Regions from separate parts of the Mus musculus genome. Here all the other regions are linked to region 1. A link is a contact called in public Hi-C and promoter capture Hi-C data. All regions are on one chromosome and are shown on one strand. The core of a region is the stretch at or near the end of the contact, and the rest is flanking DNA. Distances in the headings are between cores, read along the strand shown.

Region 1 (5,821 bases), core at 2,616-5,115:
ATGCCCGAGTGGTGCATCAGGCCCCTTGGCGTTAAGAGTTACAGGCAATTATGAGCATAGGCTGTGGGTTCTGATAACAGAAGACCAGGGTTCTGCAAGTGCAGCAAAGACGAGCTCCTGGGTCATCTCACCAGCTCTTTAAACTTCATTGTGACTGGAGGGATGGCTCAGTAGGTAAGAACACTTGCTGCTCTTCTAGAGGACCTGAGTTCAGTTCCAGCAAACATGTTGGGTGTTTAACAGCTCCCTGTAACTCCAATTTCAGAGGTTCGATGTGTACTTCTGGCCTCCTCAGACCCCGTGTGTGTGTGTGTTACACACACAAAAATTTTAAAATCTATATAATATTTATGACTTAAAAGAAAAACTTCTAGCAGCGTGGCAGTGGCACATGCCTTTAATCCTAACACTCAAGAGACAGAAGCAGGCAAATCTCTGAGTTTGAAGCCAGGCTAGTCTATAGAGGGAGTTCCTGGATAGCCAGGGCTACATCAAAATAAAATAAAATAAAATAAAATAAAATAAAATATAAATAGAAAGAAAAGAAATACTTGTAAGTCACTGTAATTGGGACAGGAGAAATAGCTCTGCAGTTAAGAGGATTCGTTTCTCTAGCTGAGGACCCAGGTTGGTTTCTCACAACCACGTTGCTGCTCACGACTGCCTGTAACTCCAGTTCTAGGGAATCTCTTGCCCTCTTCTGATCTCTATAGGTTTCTGGATGGATGTGGTGCACACACACTCCCTACAGGGCTGCTACATGCAGTTTAGGAGGGGTACTAGACAGGACATAAGACACAGTTGATGCCTTCCACAGAACTGCTATGACCTGTCAAATAGAAGAGTGGGTACAGTTACAATGTGATTATTTGTATATTTTGGGAATAGGACCAGAAGTGGGATCTAGATTATACATATACATTTTTAGTTATGTATATACATTTTTAGTTGCATATATAAAATTTAACATCTCTAGGAATCTTTGTACTGGTTTCTAAATGATTCTACTAGATAAGAATGTCCTCACCTCTATACCCTTGCTGGTACTTGGTAGCATTTTTTTTCTTTTCTTGATAACAGTCTTGGGGCGGGGGGGTTGGGAGTGACAGGTCACAGTATTTGCTCTTTCTCTGGTGATAAACAATCTTGAGCTTCTTTTTTGGATACCTATTGGCCATTTTTGTTTTGTTTTGTTTTGTTTCTTTTGAGACAGGGTTTCTCTGTGTATCCCTGGCTGTCCTGGAACTCACTTTGTAGACCAGGCTGGCCTCGAACTCAGAAATCTGCCTGCCTCTGCCTCCCGAGTGCTGGGATTAAAGGCGTGTGCCACCACCACCCGACGCCTTGACCATTTTTTTATATCATTTTTAGAGCAATTGTCTCTTCAAATCTTTCATTCACTGATTAGAGGATATTTACTACTGTGTTGTATAAGTTTTCTCAATATGACTCTCGGATGTTAATAATTTAAAAATATTTTTCCCAACCTGTAGGCTGCCCTCTTCATTTTGTTCTTCACTTTGCTGCACAGAAGCACTTTAGTTTGATGCAGTCTCACTTGTGACCCGAGCTTTGGCTTTGGTGTGATTGTTACTACCTGAGGCAGTGTCAGAGAGCTCCCCGTTCCATGCGTTTCCTTCTGGGAGTTTTATGGCTGTAGATCTTATGTTTCCCCTTTAAAAATACATTTTGAGGGAAGTTTTTGTGCATGGCAAAAGATAAAGGCCCAGCAGTCACTCACATATGGGAACCTGGTTTTCCATCACTATTTACGCCCCCCCCCCCCCTTTTTTAATTTAAAGGAGCATGTCTCACTTAAGAAAGAAAATAAGGGCTGGAGAGATGGCTCAGTGGCTAAGAGCACTGACTGCTCTTCCAGAGGTCCTGAGTTCAATTAGCAACAACATTATGGCTCACAACCATCTGTAATGGGATCCAATCCCCTTATCTGGTATGTGTGGAGACAGCTACTTTACTCATATACATAAAATAAATAAATAAAATCTTAAAAAGAAAGAAAGAAAGAAAATAGTAGTTGGATGTAGTTATGCTCCCCTTAATCCCAACACTCTGGATAGAGAGGCAAGGTGGGTCTCTGTGAGTTTGAGGGTACCCTGGCCCACAGAGCAAGTTCCAGGACAGCCAGGGCTACACAGAGAAACCCTGTCTCAAAACAAATAAACAAAAGGCAACCAACTAAACAATAACCAAAAAAAAAAAAAAAAAAAAAAAACCAAATATGGTTGAGGTCCTGGGTAAACACAATCGCTAAATGTCTGGCTTTTACTGGGCTCTGATATTTTCAAATAGCACATATTTATTGATAGACACAAGTATTCATGGCATGTATATGATTTTATGAATTAAGTAGATTTAATTTTAATACTATAATGACAAGAAATCTCATCACTTCCTTCCCTCTCACAAAACCCATGTCGAGTGCACTAATGATCAGTTTTAAACAAGTCAACCATGTTTCTTTTAAAAAGACTTATCCCCTTGCCTGGTCTCAAAGATATTGAAAAGTGAGCACACGAAGCCTATAACTGGTGGGTGGGAATAAAGGCAATATACTACTACAGGAGACATCATCAGCTTGTTACAAATTTTCTTGTAATAACCCAGGGATAATCAAATATTGCAACATTTAAGTATGATTGAGCCAAGGGTATGATATCTACAATATGTAGGATTGCTATTTAGTTTTATAACTTAAAATGGTCTATGATAATGGTGGCAAAGAAGGTCTTTGCAATAAATAACTACTTATACACATACTTCATATGCATATATGTGTATTTATATCCACACTTTACAAATAGGACCATGTCTAGCACATGGAGGATTTTAGTAAATATTTGGGTGAATATCAATATGAGAACTAATAGGATCTTTTCTCCCCTTCTTTTTTTTTTTTTAACAATTTTTAATTTTATTCACCTTAGTGCTTAGATGAAATGTGGAAAATAGGTGTTGATTATCTTTCTACCTTTAATGAGTTCTGAGGAGCCTCAGACTGAGCTATCACCTCGGATCCGCACCCCTCTTCCCCCTCCACACACCCCCCCCCCCCCGCCTCCCTCCCTTCCCCTTTCTTACTTCTCCTCTATTCCTTTCGTTTTTCTTTTCTTTGAAGACGCGTCTTATGCATCCAGGCTGGCCTCTAACTCTTATGCAGCCGAGGATGACATTCCGATTATCCTGCCTCCATTTCTCAAGCCTGGGGATTACAGTCGGATACTACTTCGCCAAGATAGAGTTTATGTGCTACTGGGCATAGAACCCGGGACTTCCAGCATGTTAGTTAGGCACTCCAGCAACTTAAGCTACTTGCCTGGCCCTCACATATCTTAATGGCAAGCCTCAGTTTTAGAGACATTAATTTAGCTTAAGGCAGGGCTGGGAATTCACAGAGGAATTGTTTCCTGTAGAAGAGAAAGTCAGCATAGCAAGTACCAGCTCCAAGATAAATAAAGTTGTTTTCTATATACATTGTACAAAGAATTTGGGTGGTTAAGAGAGTGAAGCGAATCTATTAATAAACCATTAGGGATATCCCAAGGAATGTTAATTCAGGAGCATATTTCTGAAGTTATGTTTACTTAGGTTTTCCCTTTAAAAAACCTAACTAATCATTTTCCTTATCAATATTTGTCACTGGTTGTCATAAACTCATTATTAATGGGACAAGCTCTCATATGCTTCCAACCTTGCTCAATACAGGCCCCAAGTGTTCCTTTAAGCCCCAAGAGGGAACCGACTTTGGCTGAAGCCGGTGCCCAAAGCCACACCCACTGCCAGGCCTTGGGACTTGGGGCTGGCCCAGAGGAGCCTCTGCTCACACTGCGCGTTGGAATCCGGCGACCGGAGCTCTGGTGTCCCCCGCAAGAGGTGCGACTGCCCCGCCGGCCCGCTGATGGATCAACCAAGGCCACTCGGTGCGCACCACCGACGCGCTCTAGCTCATTTGCATATAGACGGGCGCGGCGCTGCGACAGGAGGGAGCGCGGGCGCGGCCCCGGGCCGTGGCGCGCGCGCGCCCTGACAGCTCGGCCCAGCTCGCTCACTCGCTCGTTCCCGGCTTCCGAGCACAGCATGGCGGTCAAGGTGACTCCAACTCTCTGCTGCTGCTTTTATTGCATAAGAGACGTTCCAAGGGCCCCGAGTGCAGCCCCCCGCCTCTTTCCGTTGCTTTCTTTGCCTGGTTCTTAGCCAGTGCGTCCCGGGGCTCTAGATTGCGGGTGGAGAGCTGTGCTGGGCTTGGACCGGAGCGAAGAGGATGCCCGGCTGGGGGAGGGGAAGGAGGAGGGATCGTGAGTTGGAGGGGCTCCTGAGGACCATGGTCGGGAGGAGGAAAAGAGTAGTGTTTTGTCCTAGGTACATGGGATTGCGAGCACAGAGTTGGAGAGCATCAGAGAGGGACTGAGAGTCAGCGGGCAGGAGAACCGGGGATACCCAGGGCATCCGCGGTGGGGGAGGGGGTGGGTGTTGTCATTTGGGGCCACAATACAGCCCAGGGCACTGGTTGACATTTGCCTGGCAGGTTGTCAGATGTCGAAAGTATCCGTATTGTGGCAGCTCTCAAGGTTTAGGTCAGATGGAGAAAGGGTCGCCAAGATGACGATGTACTGTTTCTGCTTTCCACAAGAAAGGCTGCTAGGCCCGGCTATTAATTTGGCTGTTTTACATCTCCTGTTGCTCCTCTCTTGAGGCTCTCAGGATTTGTAGCTTGGTGGTTGCTACTGTATTGCTAGTAGTTGTGGAATAAAGTAAACGATTACATTGGTTTCCCTTTCCAGTTCACAGGAAGTGCCGTCTGTAATTTGCTCTATCTTGCACTATTCACACCCTTTTCTCCCACCCCTTAGCCGTAGATCTCCGGTTTGACAGGTGTTATCAGCAATTAAGCTTTGGGTTTGTTTTTAGACTAAATGACCTTATGAAAGATAAATGAGTTGTTAGCAGATGTAAACTATAATCTAAAGAGATTATGTGGTTTCTAGCTAAGCATTAACCAGTCATTCCCCCCCCCCCCTCAGGTGCATACAACCAAACGAGGTGATCCTCATGAGCTGAGAAACATATTCCTCCAGGTAAGTGAAAGAATTTTACATCAGGGAAAGAATGGGAAGAACATGATCGTTATTCCTCTTTAAGCTCTCTAACTTTGAGAAATGCTCTTCTCACAAACATGAGTGGAGGATGTCCTTTGTACTTGGTTTGTTTTGGTTTTTTTTTGAGACAGATTTTCCTTGTGTAGCTCTGGCTGTCCTGGAACTTGCTTTGTAGACCAGGCTGTCCTGGAACTCGGAGGATCTACCTGCCTCTGCCTCCTGAGGGCTGCGATTGGCTCTATACCCGGCCGTTTGTACTCTTAGTAAGAACGGATTGGAAAATTTTTCTTTCTATTGGGGATTGATATGAGGTTTTCCTGGAGTTGCTCTTTTTGTTTGCATGACTTAGGATGACTTATAAAATTTTCCTTCTCATAAATGTCTATGACATTTGTTGCACAGATAATTTATGACTATTGTAGTTGCGCTTTCTCCTCCCACTTATTGCAACCATAGATGGGGATGGGGGTAGGGGTTGGTACAACATGTTTGCTTTAGATTCTTTTGTAAGGAGGCTGGTAAGATGACTCAGTGGATAAAGGTGCTTTACCCAGAACCCATATAAATATCGAAGGAGAGAACTAACTATATAAAGTTGTCCTCTGACTTTCATATATCTGTGCATATGCACCAGTGCTCACACATCTGCTCCTTATAATAATAAATTATTTTTTAAAAAGGGGTGGGGAGAGATGGCTCTGCAGTTA
Region 2 (5,753 bases), core at 798-3,297, 1.6 Mb after region 1:
TGAAAATTTGAAAACCAGACCAGTAATCCCAGCACTCAGGAGGCTGAGGCAGACATAATGCTGCACTGTTGGACGCAGCTTCGGTTACGCAGTGTCAAGTGTGCAGTGTGAAGAGGGCCAGTGAGCAGAGAGGATGGGGAACCCCTTGCTGAACGAGTCTGACAAGTTCAGTGTGAGATCCTCAAGACACCCCCACAGGGGAAGAGGACTCCAAATGCTTGCCGTCTGACTAGTACACCATCACACTCACTCAATACACACACAGTAACACATTTTATTAACAAAATCAAAACAGTATTCTCAGGGCTGGAGAGATGGCTCACTGGGTAAGAGCCCATGTTGCTCTTCTCAGAACCCAAGTCAGGTGGGACAATTTTAGCTCCAGGGGACTTAATGTCTCTAGATGCCATGGCTGTTACATTCGAGTACACACACACATACACCCCAAAGAAGTAAATAAATAAGGGGCTGGAGAGGCAGCTGAGCAGTTAAGAACATTGACTGTTTTTGTAGAAGATCCAAGTTTTGGTGGCTTATCACTACTTGTAACTGAAGCTCCAGGGGGGTCTGACAGCCCTAGTCTCTTTGGGCACCTTCAATCATGTGCACTTACTCTCACACAAACACATATACAAACATACACATAACTAAGTATAGCACGCATAAAATGGTTTATGGACAGTGGCCAGATCTTAATGAGTGGTTTAATTGTCATTTGTGGGTTTTTGTTTGTTTGTTTCTGATTTTGTTTTTAAAATATCTCAATAGTCATTTAAATTCTGTTTCCAATTAGGGTGCAAAAGAGCTTCGAGACAAAAAAAAAAAAAAAAAAAAAACAACAACAACAAAAAAAAAACCCAACCCCCCCCCCAAAAAAAAAAAACTAGTTCTAGACCAACTTGTATGGAAAAGGCACTTGCAATCGGGAGTTTCAAGTCAAATATGAGACCCTATTTGAAATATAAGACCATATGAGAACGTTACTGAGATATTTTATGAGGTTCAATACTTGTAACTAATTTGGTAAAACTCCTGATAATTTTCACTGAGAGACGTGGTCTACACAGCTTCTGCCTTCTAAGTTATATACTCTGCCCCAGTTGCTTCAAGGATAACTCTAGAGTGAACAGGTTAAAGGGCACCTGTGTTGTCCCTTGTGGTGAGGTCCCTCAGCTCAGAGTTTCTGTCCCGTGAAGGAACTTCCTGCTCACTCTGCGTTATCTTGTGGGAAGAGGGCCTTAGGAAGAGAAAGGTACAATTTGCTGGGGATGCAGCTAGCACTGTGTAATTCACCGATCTCTCGCTAGGCGTCGTGCTCCCTCACAAACTATGCAAGCGGCTGTTGGCCTACAAAGACAGTTCAATCCCTGACCTTTCCAGCCCTGCGGAGCTTTCAACTCGCTTAGCACAAGTACACAAAAGTTCCGTCTCCAGAAATTTTTATTAATCCTTCCATACTTACCAGCATTATTACAGTGGAACATCTCTGATAGAAAACCTGAGGAGAGATAGCACAACTATGCATTAGAACGTTCATTATTGAAAGTCGCACTTCCTTTAATTTAGTAATGAAATCAGCTGTACAGCGATATGTCAGGAGAGCCTCTGCTGAGATCAAGTGCCAGTCCACTTTTTGTGTCATTAGAGACTGACTGGTTCCCGAAGTACACTAATTACAAGTTATTTACCAAGCAGTTTAATGTATGTTAAAGGTATCAACGCGAATGTTCTGGGGACAACATTCAAGTTTTAATAGTCCTACGTAACAACTGACAGGGTCTCATATAGTCCTGACTATGCCTCATAAATCAAATCATTTAAAAACACCTTTTCTGTCCTTTAATCCTTGTGGCTCGGTGGTCAAAGGGCTGTCCTTCACCTCAGCCAGCGGGGCGCAGAGTAGAAGCTCGCACCCAGCCTGGGCCTCGACTCGCACACCGGCCGGTTCCAAACTAGCGCAGCGAGTGAGAAAAGCGGCAGCGGCCGAGCGGGACCGAGGGCTCCTCACTGACCCAGGCCTGGGTCGCAGCGGGCCGCCAGCATCAGCACCAGCGTCGGCCGGTTGGTTCTCGTGCCTTACGCAGCCGGTGAACTGCTAGCGCCGGCTCGCCCACTGCTCTGCACTGCGCACGCGCACACCCGGGCTTCGGGCCTCGGTTCAGCCGCGGACAGGGCTCCTTCCTGGTTCCTGGATTGGAGACTGACGTCACTTCCGGCGTGGTTGCTAAACAACCAAATGGTTTAGTTATCGCTCAGTAGCTGACTTCAGCTTGGAAGTAGTATCACCTGCTCTGGACTCGCGGGATCAGCTTTGTTAAAGATGCAGGTGCGCTTTGGACGGCGCTCCGGGCAGGCGAAGGAAAGCCAAGGTGAGCTGCCTTGGCCCGTGCCGGAGCTGGGGTTGTTGTTTCTAGAACCCCAGCATAGGGTGACAAAGTGAGGGCTTCGGTTGCCTTTTGAAATGGGCTTTAACCAAGTCGAAAGCAGTCCCAGCAAGCATCCTTGGAAGTTAGGCAGGTTGGCCTTCAGGTGAATGAGTGGAAAAAGGAAAGAGGACTAGGGGAGCGTAGCAGTAGAAAGAATAGACTAGGAGTAGAATAGGGGTAGAAAAGGCAGCAGTTAGAGCCTTACCCCAGCTGTAACTCGTCAGACACTCGGGGCACTTAAGCTTTGTAATTCGTTGAATAAATTTTGGAATGCCGTTTGGAAATGTTATTGACCTATCAAAATCTTTATAATGTTGCAGACCTGCTGAGTAATCTTTTCTAAAGCTCACGGAAAAACCTCAGTTCTTTCCACGCTAAAGTTAAAATTCTCCCCTAGTCAAATGCTTTGATAATGTAAAAAAAAAAAAAAAAATGATAATGAGGTAATTAAAGTGACCAATTAAAGTGACCTAAGATTTGATTTTTTTTCAAAGATGTGAGCAAGTAGGACTTCTAAAAACAAAGTCTTTCCACAAGTTTAATTGTTGTCATGGTAACTAATAGATTCTTGGAAATTTGAACTATCTTCACGTTTTGCTTGAGTTCTGTAGCAATAGCACCCTACCCCCACCCTGCACCCTAGGATAGACACAATCTGGTCAGTGGGAACATTAGGAAATTTGATTCATACACAAGGACATTGTAAAAGTAATTTTTATTCACCAGATGTAACTGTTGTCTTGGAGGCTTACTGCTGAATAAGCTCACCCTTTCTAGTTCTTTCTGAACTCTGGCCTCGATGGTTCAACACAGGTGTTCTGGCCCAAACTCCTCTGCAAGCTGACTGATTCAAACTGGCTTCTCTCAGCCTCTTTCTGAATTGCTCCACTTGGAAAAACTGCTGTGTATTGAGGAGAGATGCTTTCGAACAGTGGTTCTCAATCTCCCTAGTGCTGTGACCCTTTATTACATACAGTTCCTTATGTTGTGGCGACCCGCACCATAAAATTATTTTCTGTGCTACTTCATGATTATAATTGTATGAATTATGCTTAAATTATTATTATTAAATATCTGTGTTTCCCAGTGGTCTTAGGCGACCCTCATTCGACCCCCAAAGGTGCTGAGATGCACAGACTGAGAAACTGCTGCTTTAGAGGAAGCGTGCAGTCTGAAACGCTGGGGAAAGCTCACAGTGTTAAGGAAAGCATGCTAAGGAGAGAGAAGAAAAGGAGAATACACTCCTCTGATCAGTTCAGAAGAGTGAAGAGACTTAACATGTTACATGTTAACATGTTAACATGTTACATGGCTGTGCCCCATAAGGTTCTGCATTGGGGCAGGGATTCTGGGAAAGAGCATAAAGCAATAAAATCACGTATATGACAACATGAATGAATCTCAAAGTAATTCTTTTGAGTAAAATCTATAATAAAAGTAGTAGATGAGTGGTGGCCTAGTAGAGCCTAAGGAGGGATGGCAAGCAGTAAATGGGTGTGGGGACTGTTGGTGTCCTGTGGCCGTTATCTGAACTGTAATGATGGCTTTGGAGGCATATACTTATCAAATTTAATGAAATGGGTCTTATAAAAGAGCTAATTCTGCCTATCTCATTAGCATGACTCGAGGAGTTCTAGGATGGACCCTGAGAAAACGTGATTGAATCCCAACCCCACCAGCATGTTTGATCTCCACCCAGGCCGTAGACCTCACTCTCTTGATCAGGAGTTTTTCCACCAAGATCCCACAAAGTTCAATGTCTTGCCCAAGTTTACAAATGAAGGAAATCACCAAAGATTTGATCACTTCACTCTGATTTCATAAAGTCTCGTATTATCTCCCTCAGCCAATCTTAAGTTACACATTTGAGGCAATTTTCAGATACTACTATACTCCAGAAATTTCTGGAAAAAAAAGTCAGGTGAACTCTTCCTGAAAAGTATTTAAAAATTATGTTTCTTAATGCATTAGGAATGGATTGCTTTGAAAAAGAAGAGATTCCCTATCCACCCCTCCTACCTAGCAAGGTGGATCTCCAGCAGATCACCATAATCCCACACGCTGAGTGGGAGAGGATCCGGGATAGCCTCAACAGGTTGACAAGAGAAGCAGCAGTCCTTCGTGCAGAAAGAGCAGCAAAGAAGAAAATGCATGTGAAATCCCAAGAGTTGGTAAAACACTGGACTAACACATATGCAGTAAGTCTCAACCTTCCAGAACTCACATGCTTTGAACAATAACTGCTGCTTCTGAGTAGTGCCTTATACCTGGTATAGATAATGTTATGCTCAAAGTACCATAAATACAATGACACACCTTTTTAAGATCTTTAAGTAACATACCATAAATGACTCAGTTAAGGTGAACATTTTATTAAAATTTTGGCATGTACATGCCTCCAAAATGATCATTTCAGTTAAGACAACAAACGTGCTCATCACCTAAAAGCTTAGCCCCTCGTCACCCTCCTTAGAAATGAGCAGGTCACCACTACTATTGACTACAGGATTTATTCTCCCCCTTTGAGTGTATATACACTCTCTGTATTGCTGAGTAATAGTCCAGTGTTTGGTACACTACAGTTTATTTAACTGCGCACTTGATGGTATGACATCAGCCAACATCTGGGTTGATTCCATCTTTTGACTGCTATAAATATAGTTGCTGTGAACATTCATGTAAGCCTGTCTATGGACATATATCCCATTGCTCTTAAATAGAGTAGATATTTTGACATGAATATGTATAGTGAAATCATAATCACTGTGTATATATAACTTTGTAAGTGGGTTAAAAGGTGGCTGGAGAGATGGCTCAACAGTGATCGTAGCTTTTCCAGAGGATTTGCATTCAGTTTTCAGGACTTACATTGAGCAGCTCACAGTCACCTGCAATGCCAGCTCCAGGCGATCTGACACCTTCTCTGGCCTCTTGAGACACCTGCACATGTACACACACACACACACACACACACACACACACAAATATAAATCAAATACAAATCTTTTAAAAATTAACTTTGTGCCAGACAGTGGTGGCACACGCCTTTAATCCCAGCACTTGGGAGGCAGAGGCAGGCAGATTTCTGAGTTCGAGGCCAGCCTGGTCTACAAAGTGAGTTCCAGGATAGCCAGGGCTACACAGAGAAAACCTGTCTCAAAAAACCAAAATAAATAAATAAACAAACAAACAAACAAGCAAACATACTTTGTAAGAAATTACCAAACTGTTTCACGAAGCAATTGTGATTTTATATTCCACCTCCCACCAGTAGGATGAGAGTTCTGTTGCTTCTGTATTCTCATCAATAGTTAGGATGGCTAGTCT
Region 3 (6,626 bases), core at 1,868-4,367, 1.5 Mb after region 1:
AGGCATGTACACGGCACACAGCCATACATGTAGACATAACATCCATACACATAAAGTACACTAAAAATAAAATGTATTTTGAACATGGAGTATGAAAAGGCTTTTAACCTTGAATATCTCAAGAGGGAGAGATGTGAGGCTGCAGGCTGTGGGAGGAACATTATTCTTTTCTATAACAAATTTGCTATTGTTCCAAGCATTAAACAGCAAATTATCTTATCACTGCTTTTGCAATTATTAAGAAAACACAATTTTTTCCCCCAATCAAACAAAAGGGGCTGGAGATGGTTCAGCAGTTAAAAGAACTAGCTGCTCTTCCAGAGGACCCAGGTTCAATTCTTGGCATCCACATAGAAGCTCACAACTGTCTGTAACTCTAGTTCCGGGGGATCCTTCACACAGACATACATGCAGACAAAACACCAATGCACATAAAAATAAATAATTTTTTAAAAAAATCAGACAACATTTGTAGCCGCAAATGCCTACAGCTCACTGAGTGACTGCCTAGCATGCCTTGAGTTTGATCTCCATTACTCAGAAGGGGGAAAATATGAGAAAAGAAAAATAAAAGCAGAACAATTTAAAGGACAAAGGAGTACAAGTTAAAACAAAACCAAAACAGCTAAGAAATGGAAAAAAAAGAGCACACACACTAACCAATGGTTATTTCATGGCATAAAAGCAATTTATGGGCAATTTCCCCACAGCCATACTGTTACTGACAACATTCCATCTAAACCTAAATTTGAAATGCTAACAGGACTTTTGTTATTTTTCTTTCTTTCTTTTTTTTTTAAGATTATATTAAATGCAGGTTTATTGGGAAGCTGATCTTAGATGGGCAAGATCACTGGCCCCAAGGATGAAGGCCAGGGAAGTCTCCATGGGGAAGTGGGGCAGGAAAGAGAGAAAGAGAGAAGGGGCTAAGTGCACGCAGAGAGAGAAGTGGAGAACAGTCTAACAGGACTTTTGAAATGCATAATTTGTTAAAAAGTTATGTTAACTTTTTAGAAGAGAACTAACTAGATAGAATAAACTATTATTTGACCAGAAGTACTTTACCATGGAATTTATGCTAGCTTGTTAGATATTAGGCACACCATTAATTTTCACATCAACTTACAAATATTACCTCCATTTTACAGACTTGGGAACTCTGTGTCTCAAAAATAAACACCAGTCTACAGTGTTACCTTTGGAATGTCTGTAATTCTTGAGACTTCTAACTTTGCCCTAATATGAATACATTCATATTAACTCCAAGAATCAAAGCTAAGCCAGTTGTTTGAAAAGCCCACATATCGCTATTAGATGTTCTGTTTTCATCTTAAGTTACAATTTAACAACACAAGAATCATACCTCAATTTGATGACAGATTTTGGCCTCCAAAGCAGTCATTTTTTCATTATCTCCATTTTCAGCCATTGTGGCTATCTGTAAAGTTTCTCACACTGGTAGGAAGGTTATTATTTTTATATAATAGTCAATACAAGAGAATGAGTAAAAAGTATGCCACTTTTTTTTTAATTTCAAGAATTCCTAACCTTACAGGTTTCCCTATGAATTCTCATACATCTCAACAAAGCAACACCTTGGATTATGGATGGAAAACTCAGATCAACAACCCCTCCTCCCAGTAAATCCTACTTTGTAACCAAACTCTTCATGTAGTTGGTAAAGCAAAGTTCAGCGATAAAAACAAAAAAGCAGAAAATGTCCACTTAACTACCCCTGAATCATTTCTAGCTTTAAAAATATCAGTATTATAGTCTGCCAGCAGTATATTCCTATAGCCCTCAATGCCAATTATTTGCGTTTCTTTTCAAATTAGTCACAGCTGACTTACCAAAACTTATTACTGGTAAAAATGAAAATAGAGTTCAGATATGAAAGTTACGGTGTTAGACACTATATAGGAGAATACAAGAAAAATGGGACCTTGTGAGCACAGATACAAAAAATTTTAAACTAGGGACGCTGGAAGGTAAGGATGTGCCTAAAACACTACTACACTGGTTAACTCTATAGCCACTTTCCTGTTTCACGGTCTGACAACAATCCTAGAATAAAGAGGGACTGTGATACTGGTTTGCTAGAAATCACAAACCGGATCTTCTGTCTTACTGGCTTTCAGCGCCTTACTAAACCACCCTACCATATTGTACGGAAGTATACCAGCTCTTGAAGAGTTTATCTGCAGCAGCTGAATATAGTTATGAGTTACTGTTGGTATATTTCTTGAGACATTGCTCAAAATGCTGGAGACTGCTGGCGATACACTGGTCCTGTAATGGGAAATCTACGAAGTACACGTCCCACTTCAGAATTTACTGTTACAGGCGCTGGTTTGTCTCCCACTACCAACAATCTCACTTCTCATTACTACAGAGACACAGGTCAATAACGACCTAGTTAGCCCCTGCAAGACTTCTGCGGCCTACCCAATTTAGGGACTGTTTCACACTGAAGACAGAATGGCAATGGCAGTTCTTTGAAGGAAAAAAAAAAAAAAAAAAAGATAGCGACGCTGGGAACCCAATAGCGGCCCCCACTTCTTCGGCCTCCAGTCAGTCCCCACAGAACCCTGTCGCGTTTAACCCGCACCGACCACCCTAAAGACTTAAATGGTCCGAAACATCCGCCTCTGGCCAGTCAGGAAAGGGGTGCAAGGAACAAACCGAAAGGACGCCGTGAGGATGCGGCGAGCCTCTGCCTAAAGGCCCCGCGAGAGCCGCATCCTCCCACACCGGCCCGCCGGGATCCCTGCCACGTGGAAAGCCCCAGGCGCCCGCATCTCTGGCCGGGGCCCGCTCCGTGGCCTCGCCGAGGCCCGCGCCCCCTCGGGCCGCGGTCCAGCACACGGCCACGGGCCGCGCGGCCCACGCGGCGGCGCGGAGAGGAAGGTGAGGCCTGCGCATAGCACAGCCCTTCGTACCTTCTCCTCAGTTTCCAAGAAGCTCACCTCAAAGATTCGGATCCCACGGTCACCACAGCTTCAAGAACAACGACAGAAGCGCCTGGACTTCCGAGCGCCGGCGGGCCAGCCAAACGCGCTTAAAGATGGGGGCTTTCCCGGCAGCCCTTGCGGACAGGTGGGCGTGGCCGCGGACGCAGTGGCCCGGCTCTGCTTTCCACGCACGCGCCGTTACCGCAGCCTCCCACAATCCTCGGAGGAGGAGTCCCGCCCTCCCGCCCGAGAAATTGTTAAATTGCTCAGCAGAATGTTAGGGGCTGACAGGAAGTGTTTTTGTGGAGATCTTTGTTTTTAATGTGTTTCTGGGCAGTATGTTCGAGCCTTCCCTTCTTTCTTCTGTAGCGCTTGGTTTTTCTTTTTTTCCCCCTTTGTCTCTTTTTTCCTTTTTTTTTTTTTGAGACAGCGTTTCCGTGCGTAGTCCTGGCTATCCAGGAACTCGCGCTGCTCTGTAGACCAGGCTGACCCTCAAACTCCTCCTGCCTCTGCTGAGACACTCGCCTACCTCTTCCGGGAGTGCTGGCATTATTAAAGGGGTGCGCCAGCACGCTTGGCCTTTTGCAATGTATTTGACTTGCATGGTGTTGTGGTTTTGGAAAAAAATTAAAAAACCATACAGTTGCTTGGTTTCCGACAGGCTAGCTCTCTGAAGCACAAACTGGCCAATGATTCGAACTCCTGCTTCAGTACAAAGTGCTGGGACTTCACCTACATCACCAGGCTCTTACTGCTCCCCCTCTTGCTGCTGCTGTCTATCTTTGCTTGTTTTGATGTTGGAGTCTGACTCAATGAGTAACCCAAGCTGATCCCAAACTATGCTTCTGCCTCCAGCCACCCTAGTGCTGGGATTACAAACAAATCTTTTTAAAAGTCTCTTGCTCCCAGCACTTGGGAGGCAGAGGCAGGCGGATTTCTGAGTTCGAGGCCAGCCTGGTCTACAAAGTGAGTTCCAGGACAGCCAAGACTGCACAGAGAAACCCTGTCTCTAAAAACCAAAAACCAAACCAAAACAAAAAAGTCTCTTGCTAGGAAAGAAGTACATTTAGAATAGTTTGAGAGACTTCACACTTAAGTCAGGACTGCCACTTTTTACATAACAATTTTAACGTTTTAGAGGTGCAATTTCCTTATGACATCATCTTTTTCCTTCAGTGTTCCTGGAATATAAAAATTACTTTCACAAAATAACTTCATAATCTCAGAGCATTTTGGAAGTTCCCAAACAGATAAACTCTAAAATTTGAAGAAGAAGAAGAAGAAGAAGAAGAAGAAGAAGAAGAAGAAGAAGAAGAAATGCATTTATAGGTTAACTATACATGCCATTTTGGCCAAAGAAAAAAGAATTTACTAGTATTATCCTCAGGTAGTTTTAACTTTAGATTAATTACATTCAATAAAAAAATTTTCAAGTTTCTACTTACTGTGAGACATAAATGCTAAATTTTCCTTTTTTAAAGATTTAAGTTTATGTACGGGTGTTTTGCCTGCATGGATAGACAGTGGAAAAATACCATGTGTGTAAATGCTCCCAACCTACTATAAATCCATTTCCAGGGACTCTAACACTCTCTTCTCATCTTTGTTGGGTCCTGCACGCTTACAGTGCACATACATACTCCCAGGACACACACATAAAATAAATAAATAAGCACTTAGATAACTTAAATGTTCATAATAGTAAGTTATGTGATTAAAAGAAAAATTAGAATCGACTATATGTGTACCACCAAATAATTAAAAAGTTAAATAATATATAGTGATAAAAACAAACTGATTTTCATTTACTGGTGTTTGTGAAATTCACAAGCACGGTGCTCAGAAGCAAAAGGTGTTTCACATAACCATTTTCTCCAAATACTGCAAATATTAATGTAATGTTGTATAAATTATATTAAATAATATAAAAAATCTTATTTCCTTCTACCATTCTCATGAGAATATAATAAAAGGTACCATTAGCAAAACTCAAGGAAATGAATTATCACCTTCAAAATATATGTTTTACACACATGCCCATACTACCTGTTATTGTAACCAGGTAAGTTTCACAGGTATGTCTACATCATTGTTCTACGATCAGAATTCAGCGTATTCATTTGAAGATTCTACAGTATTGAACAAGGAGAACTTCATAATTTTTTGGAGAGTGATTGTGGAAGAATTAAAAGTTGCATGTCAGTCACCATGAATGAAAAAATCCCATGTACATTTCTAAATGTCAGAGTGGCTTGTACCCTTCCCCTGTACACAGAATGATTGATCTAAGGCAGTGGTGTTATTCAGTTTGGGACATCACTATGAGATGCTTTATTTGGTATACAGGTAGAGATGCCTAAATGATACAAAGGCATAGCATTTTCAAGTATTAGTGACACCGTTTACTTAATACCATTTTATAGAAGGTCAAAACAATTCAATGTTTAGTTTCAATCTGATTACACATCCTTTGGCAATTCTGATGAATAAAGGTTACAATAAAAACTGCATTTCAAAATACAGCAAAATGTTTTTAGCCTTCAATGGCATTTCAAGATCTCCATACTTTAAATAGGACAGTCATTCTACCCACTGGGCGAGAGCACAACCACAGAGGTTCACCTACAGCTTAATAAAACTGACTGCACGCAGATGTGTAAAGGTATAAGTGGGATGGGGGGGGGGACCTATATGCATACCATCGCAAAGGGAGCTATTTCCCAAGAAACCATTCAAAATAAATTTAAAACTCTCCAGGGGTGTGCAGTTTCAGAGAAAGAACTGGAATACTTCTATATTTAATCTTTATACTCAACATAGAAAATATTGCAAAATCAGTTGTAGGAAAAAAATAATCAAAAAGTCTATGCAGCTTAAAATGCTGGGCAAAGTTACTATAAGATGGTTCCAGAAAATAAATAATTAAGAATGAGTGGGCTGGGGCTGTAGCTCAATGGTCACCTTAGGTTCATTTTTTTTATTCCTGAATTTTGTGCCATTTGTGGTGTTCATCTTGGTTGTAATTTACATACTTCTTTTAAGCAAATGGTCATTTTCCCACTTAACTTTATAATCATAATCTGGTATTGTTTTTCTCAAAGAGGGCCCTCAAAATTGTAGTTTCCACCATGCCCCACAAATTCTAATAGCATCTGTTCAGACTATGCATTAAAGTTGCAGACACAAGTTAAACTTACAAGTTAAATAACAAGGTGAAGTGATTAGGAAATGAGGCCCCCTTCCTGAAGTGGAAGGACAACATTTATATATTTAAGAATTTAAGAAGAAGCGCAGGGCTCAGCAGTTACTAGCACTAACTGCTTTCCCGGAGGTCCTGAGTTCAAACCCCAGAAACCACATGGTGGCTCACAACCATCTGTAATGAGATCTGATGCCCTCTTCTGGTGTGTCTGAAGACAGCTACAGTGTACTTACATATAATAAATAAATAAACCTTAAAAAAAAAAAAAAGAATAAGAGGGCACCTTAGGTATGGAGGAAATACCAATTCAGACTTTAGCAGCCAAGAGGTGGGAGATTATTCTAGAAGCTAATTTGCTTTAAGAAATCCACTAAGGTGCAGTCATCTGCAGGATGGCCCTGTGGGAAGCAGCTTAGAGAGCAGGCAGGGAAGGAAGCCCAAGAAGTTGGCTTTGAGGACAGTGCCTCCTACTG
Region 4 (6,086 bases), core at 2,518-5,017, 1.8 Mb before region 1:
CATCCTAGCTGCCTGGAAGTCAGTCTTCCACTAGCAGTCTTCAGATGAAGATGTAGAACTCTCAGCTCCTTCTGTCACCATAGTCTGCCTGGATGCTGCCATGACTTGATTATAATGGACTGAACCTCTGGACCTGTAAGCCAGCCCCAATTTAATGTTGTTCCTTATAAGAGTTGCCTTGGCCATGGTGTCTGTCCACAGCAGTAAAACCCTAACTAAGACAACATACATACAGGCAAAACACTCAAACACATACAATAAGTAAAATAAAAATGGAGGTATTTTTATACCAATCCTAAAACAACAAAACCAATCATTGTCTCAAGTATTATATCAGTCTCCCAAAAGATTCTGTAGTGCTTCTGGAACTCATCTGATCCTGCATCCCTTACTCAACAGAGCTTCTTGGAGAATCCCAGTTACACCGAGCACACTCTGGGAAACTGTTGTCTAAGACTGCAGGTAAGAGGGATGATGTGCCTCCCACGTGCATTATGATAGTTCTTAGGAGGCTATAAGTTCTTGTCTGCCTTGGCCACTGCAAATATTGCTTGGCTATTAGAAATCCACTGTAAACCAATTTAAACAGAAAATGGAAGTTCTCGGTAGAAAGCAAGGTTATCAGAGAGCCTGGGGTTAAAAAGTAAACAGGCCATTCGATGGATTAGACATTTGGAATTGGACACTTAGAACTTGTGATTGCTCTCTCCTCTTTCAGTTTCTCCAGGACCATCTGATGATTGCTTGACCCTTTTCCTCCTTATTTTTTTTTCTTTAGAATAGCCTCCTGTTGAAAAAAAAAAAAGTGCCTAACATAGTCCTTAGCCCTGATTTTATGTTCCCCTTTAAGCAACCAACAGCATTTGTTATTATGGCTTGACTCCAACTTCCAGAAAGGAAAAGAATCTTGATTTCTTCAGCTTGGATTTGATATCCCAGGTCCGATATGTTCCGGCCAGAAAGTTCATGTGCTACAAACAGCAAGGCTTGAGGGCAGTGTATGTAAATATGGTGTTGCATATCTGTAATCCCAACACTCAGGTAGCCGAGGCAGGTAGACTATGAGTTTGAGGCCAGCCTGGTCTAAACAGTGAGACTATGTCTTTAAAAGAAAAGGGCTGGGAGGTGGCTTACTGGGTGAAGTATGCGATGTGCAAGGCTGAGGCTGAGGCTGATCCTCAGTACCCATATAAAAAGCCAGGTATGGAGGTTATGTGTTCATAATCCCTGTGGTGGGAATGTGGAGTCAGGAAGACCAGGGCTCACTGGTTAGCCAGCCCTGCCTGATGAGTGAGCCCCAGGTCCCAGTAAGATAGTCTGTCCAAAAAAAAAAAAAAGGTGGCTGACTCCTGACATTAGAGGCTAATCTTTGGCCTTCATAGACACATGTACACATACACACACCTACCTAAACATATACATAACATATACATATTTTTTAAAGGGAAGAATTTTCCCCCCTAAGTTTTGTTTTGATATAAATGGGTGTTATGTCTTGATGTCTGTGCACCATATGGCTGTCTGATGCCCTCAGAGGCTAGAAGAAGGCATTGGATTCTATGGGACCAGAGTTACAGTTTTGAGCTACCATGTGGGTGCTGGGAATCAAACCTGGGTCCACTGAGCCATTACACCCCAAAATGGGCCATGGTGATTCTAGTACTATAGCCCCATGCCCTTACCTGTGGTTTTACTTTCCATGGTTTTATTATATCATGCCCAATTGCAACATTAGAGTATTAGACGGAAAATTCCAGAAATAACTAATTGCCACGGGTTTTTTTTTGTTTGTTTGTTTTTTGTTTTTTGTGGTTTTTCGAGACAGGGTTTCTCTGTATAGCCCTGGCTGTCCTGGAACTCACTTTGTAGACCTGGCTGTCCTTGAACTGAGAAATCCGAATGCCTCTGCCTCTCGAGTGCTGGGATTAAAGGTGTGCACCACCACGCCCGGCTTAATTGCCAAGTTTTAAATCATGTCATTCTGAAGAAAATTATACAATCTTGTGTTGTCTTATTCTATCCTGCCTTGCACGTAACTCATTTATCTTGTTGCCTAGCACCGCCACACTCCAAACACCCCTCACCTGTGACTCATGAAGGATCCACCTAGTTTTGCCCAGTGAAACAGAAGATGTCAGCTAGAGGCTTCTGAGACACACTGCCTGTTTTTCCTAGGGGTCCACTAGATGACATGTTTCCTCCTCTTCTACTCCTGACATTTTAGTAGTGTCTAGAGCTGCAGTTGGCTTTTGGTTGTTAGCTAGGGGATGAGAGCAGAGGAAGGCACAGCTACATAATAAAGCCATGATATGTGTGTGTGTGTGTGTGTGGGGGGGGATCAGAGTAATTGAAAATAGCGTTATTTTTTAATGTCTCAGACCTCTGTGCTGTTCATGTGCGTTAGCTCGATGGCGGTTACAAGCTGTGTACTGCTTATCCCTGGGGTCTATTTTACACATACAATGATGACAAGGATACTAGGCTGAGTGTGTAGTGCATTAGTAACTGTAGAAAGTAAGGACTTACGTGACTGCTTTGACAGTAACAATCTTTAACCAATAGCAAAACTAAAGACAAAGACCCTGTCTTTAAAATGTATCAAAAGAGCTCTAAGGCTTTCCTAAGATCACTCTCACGGGGTGACAGAAAAACCTTAATGCAATTTTATTACAAACAGTGGCTCAGCTGCTGCTTGTCAGTCACACCATTCAAAAAGTTTCTGACAGAAAGTGAAGAGTTCTAGATCTGTGAGATGGCTCAGTATGGAGAGGTGCTTGCTGCTAAGCCTTACGAATCTGAGTTTCATTCTCAGAACCTGCAAAGTACGAGAGAACTGACTCCAAGCTGTTCTTTGACCTCACCAGAACTGTTGTATACAAGAGCGAATCCACACAAGCACACATACAATAGGCAATAAACATAATTAAAAAAAAAAACTCAGATTTTTGCAGAGAGATCAGGGTTTGACATGTGTCTTCTGTCACTAGTTTAGTTGTGAAACTTTACCTGATACTTTTCTGATACTATTCTGTCATCTGCAAATTGGGGATTAGCAACCAATTCACACTCTTTTCTTTTATTTGCAACTGGTATGTTTGAAAAAAAATTATAATTTCTGGACATTCACTGTAACAAATACTTGAAAGTCATTGGAGAAAACCTAATAAACACCTTTTTGTCCCAGTGGAGCTCATAGTGTAGTTAGAAGGTGACTTTATACATATTATTTGATTTAATCCTACCAATAGCCTTATGAGATGGATCGCAGTAGTCTCATTTTAGAACCAGGAAGAAATCATGTTTCCTTCTCATAGTTCTTAACCTCGCAGAGGAAAGGGATGTATGTGCGGCGACGAGGAAGAAGATGGTGACTCTTTAAATGTTTTATGCACTTCTGTGGCTGTTAAGTGCGTCTTGGATCCGAAATTTTCCTTGGTCCATTTTTCCCTTGAAGAAAGTTTAATGGCTTCTCATCGTTAACCCATCTGAAAGAAGTTACTGGAAAGGGGAGAAGGGCGGCTCCGTGCAGGTAGCAAAGGCTGATCTGGGCACGATCAGTCAGGGACAAGATAGATCCCAGACGAAGCAGGAGCCCGGAACCGGAGCAGTGGAGCTGAAAGAAACCTGGAGGCTCGGTGGAAGCCCACGTGTAGAGAGACGCAGAAACCCGGTGCTGCTGAGCGCCCTCCTCCTCGTAGGCCCCGCCCATCCGGGCCCGGGCATCCGGGCCAATGGGCGTGACCCTGTGGGGGCGTGGCCTGCGCACAGGTGCCGCCCCGGCCCGCCCGTTCCGTCGCCTCTGCCGTCGTGCGTGCGGCTCGGCGGAGGGCCGGGCTTGCGCTCTCTCCGCCTTCTTCCCCACCTCCGGCTGCCGGCGACACCGGTCTTTGCAGTCCGGGACCCCGTGCGATCGTTAGCCCGGTGCACGGTGAGTCCCCGAAGGAGCCCGTGGGCTCCCGGGCCAGTGGTTCCGAGGCTGGCGCTAGGCCGGAGACCGGCCGCCGGGACGGGCTGAGGGCAGCGGACAGCTTGGGGCATGTGGATGAATGAGGCGCCCTCGGACTAGGCCGCGCGGCCACGAGATTGGCTCTCGCCGCAGTCTGGGGGAAAGTCTTGCCTCAGGGCGGGACGCCAATGCCGGGTCAGGAGGGGAAGGGTGGTGTGCGGAGGTCCTGCTTGGCTGGACTGCGGGGGCACCCCTTGTAGGTCACCCCTTGTAGGCTCCAGGACTGGACGGGCTCTCCCCATGCAGCTGTTCATTGGAGGCCCGGAACAGGTGTCAGGATCCCCAAAATGGGAGATCCTTGGCCTCCCGGTCTGGGATTACAGGTTGGAGTATCACTTCTGGAGCAGGCGGAGTGGGGAGAAGGAGGGAGGAGCAGCGTGGCTCTAGGAGGTCCAACCAGCCAGAAGGCAGGGACAGTTTTAGTTTCCAGGTTCTAAGACGCGCAAGGTTGCAGTTCCTCGTAGGTTCCTGTTGCAGTGTTAAAAGTGAGATCAATTTTGCACAGTGGACCTTGGAGCCAGGACAAGAAAAGACAGAAAGTTTGGACTTGTCAATCAAAAGGTATTTGAAATAGGGCTGTATATAGCCTACTGGTAGAGCGCTTGCTTTTAGCATACATGAAAGCTCTAGGTTGGATCTTGAAAAGGAACGACAAGGTGAGTGCCTTCAAAGTATCCAGTGTAGAGTGTGGGTTTCAAAAACTGTTTAATAAGGACTGACGGTAAGCTTACCTACAGTGTCAAAGGCAAAAAGGTCTGGCTTCGAAGGACCTCCAGGCCTAGTAGTGACCATCAGTGTGGTGAACGCTGAGTTGTGGAGAGAGGCGGGTTCCAAGCGGTGGAGGAATGATTGGCGAGAGGTGACATGGTTGCTGGTGTTTCTGTAATGGGCTTCCTTAGACTTGTGTCTCTTCTCCTTCCAAATGCTTTCCTTCAAATACTATGACAGGTTAAGAAGGCGGTTGTCGGCAGCCAGCACGGAGGATTGGAACTAAGTTTTAAGTTTATCTTTGATTCCCGCTGCTGCAGTGTTTCTGGGACTACTCAGAAGTGATACATGTACACATTTTAGAATCAGATCTGTTTACAGAGACCCTCCCCTCAAAAAAAGTATGGGTTTTGCTCATATTTTAGTTGTGGATTGGTACAGACAGTAGGTTTTCTTGTCTACTACCCAGTAATATATTCTGTATACAGACATGTGTTTTGTTTATAGGGGAGTCTTAAAAGTTCATTTTGATATTTTAGATGCCCCCGAAAAAGGGAGGAGATGGAATTAAACCGCCTCCAATTATTGGAAGATTTGGAACCTCACTGAAAATTGGTATCGTTGGATTGCCAAATGTTGGGTAAGTAAAAATTGGGACTTTTCTTATTTTGATTTTGTAAACTTTGTGTCCTGTTATAGAAATAGAAACTCACAAGATTTTATTGGAGAAAGAAGTAACTGCTTTGAATATACTGTTAGAAGGTAGGTAAAAGGCTCCTGTTTCTGCAGATTTAAAAGCCAAAACGGAATCCACAGAACAAGCTGGCAAGCCAGTCTAGCCACAGTGGTGAGCTCCGAGTTCAGCAGCAGACCCTGCTTTATATGTAAGGTGGTGTGCAGCTGAGGAAAACACTTCACCCCAGCATTGGGCTGCCATGAGCACACACGCATGCACCCGTGTCTGCACACATCTGAACAGGCACATGGATGCCACGCATGTGTGCACACAAAAGGTGTTTAAACTTGGGAATTCTGAAAACAAAGTACTGTATTTTATCATGTCTTTAAAGTTAACCATACCTACCATATAGTTGCACAGAAGACAATGATAGAAGATATTATGTGGGGTTAATCTTACAACTGTGTAACTTAAATGTTCAGTGTCGGTTCCTTCCTTCCTTTTTGTTTGTTTGTTTGTTTGTTTGTTTTTTGGTTTTTCAAGACAGGGTTTCTCTGTATAGCCCTGGCTGTCCTGGAACTCACTCACCAGGCTGGCCTTGAAGTCAGAAATCCACCTGCCTCTCCCTCCCAAGTGCTGGGATTAAAGGTGTGCGCCAACACGCCTGGTTCTTTTCATTTTTTAAAAACTATC

The links. Promoter capture Hi-C pulls out the DNA fragments that hold promoters and counts their contacts. A called contact is a pair of places that touch in the nucleus more often than the background predicts.
Region 2: a Hi-C map of B cells shows a contact between it and region 1, with 5 read pairs. The contact joins the promoter of Phospho2 here to the promoter of Slc25a12 in region 1. A contact is called at or near these places in 1 of 39 promoter capture datasets (liver) and 1 of 484 Hi-C or Micro-C datasets (B cells).
Region 3: a promoter capture Hi-C map of pre-B cells shows a contact between it and region 1, with 2.6 times the contacts expected there. The contact joins the promoter of Ssb here to the promoter of Slc25a12 in region 1. A contact is called at or near these places in 3 of 39 promoter capture datasets (the C10 cell line, liver and pre-B cells).
Region 4: a contact with region 1 is called in a promoter capture Hi-C map of liver, with 5 times the contacts expected there. The contact joins the promoter of Ola1 here to the promoter of Slc25a12 in region 1. A contact is called at or near these places in 3 of 39 promoter capture datasets (hippocampal neurons and liver) and 1 of 115 datasets of contacts at active chromatin or transcription factors (double positive thymocytes).

The regions. Positions count from the first base shown.
Region 1 is chr2:71,365,799-71,371,619 of GRCm38.p6, reverse strand. It overlaps Slc25a12 (solute carrier family 25 (mitochondrial carrier, Aralar), member 12), which reads left to right and starts at 3,865. Exons shown (of 18, transcript NM_172436.4): 1 at 3,865-4,107; 2 at 5,040-5,093. The coding sequence starts at 4,096.
Region 2 is chr2:69,786,031-69,791,783 of GRCm38.p6, reverse strand. Phospho2 (phosphatase, orphan 2) reads right to left here and starts at 2,047. Exons shown (of 4, transcript NM_028521.2): 1 at 1,828-2,047; 2 at 1,463-1,498. It overlaps Ccdc173 (coiled-coil domain containing 173), which reads left to right and starts at 2,298. Exons shown (of 9, transcript NM_001077684.1): 1 at 2,298-2,369; 2 at 4,398-4,624. The coding sequence starts at 2,321.
Region 3 is chr2:69,858,053-69,864,678 of GRCm38.p6, reverse strand. Ssb (Sjogren syndrome antigen B) reads right to left here and starts at 3,117. Exons shown (of 12, transcript NM_001110145.1): 1 at 2,967-3,117; 2 at 1,364-1,455. The coding sequence starts at 1,429.
Region 4 is chr2:73,212,128-73,218,213 of GRCm38.p6, reverse strand. It overlaps Ola1 (Obg-like ATPase 1), which reads left to right and starts at 3,767. Exons shown (of 11, transcript NM_025942.2): 1 at 3,767-3,928; 2 at 5,254-5,354. The coding sequence starts at 5,254.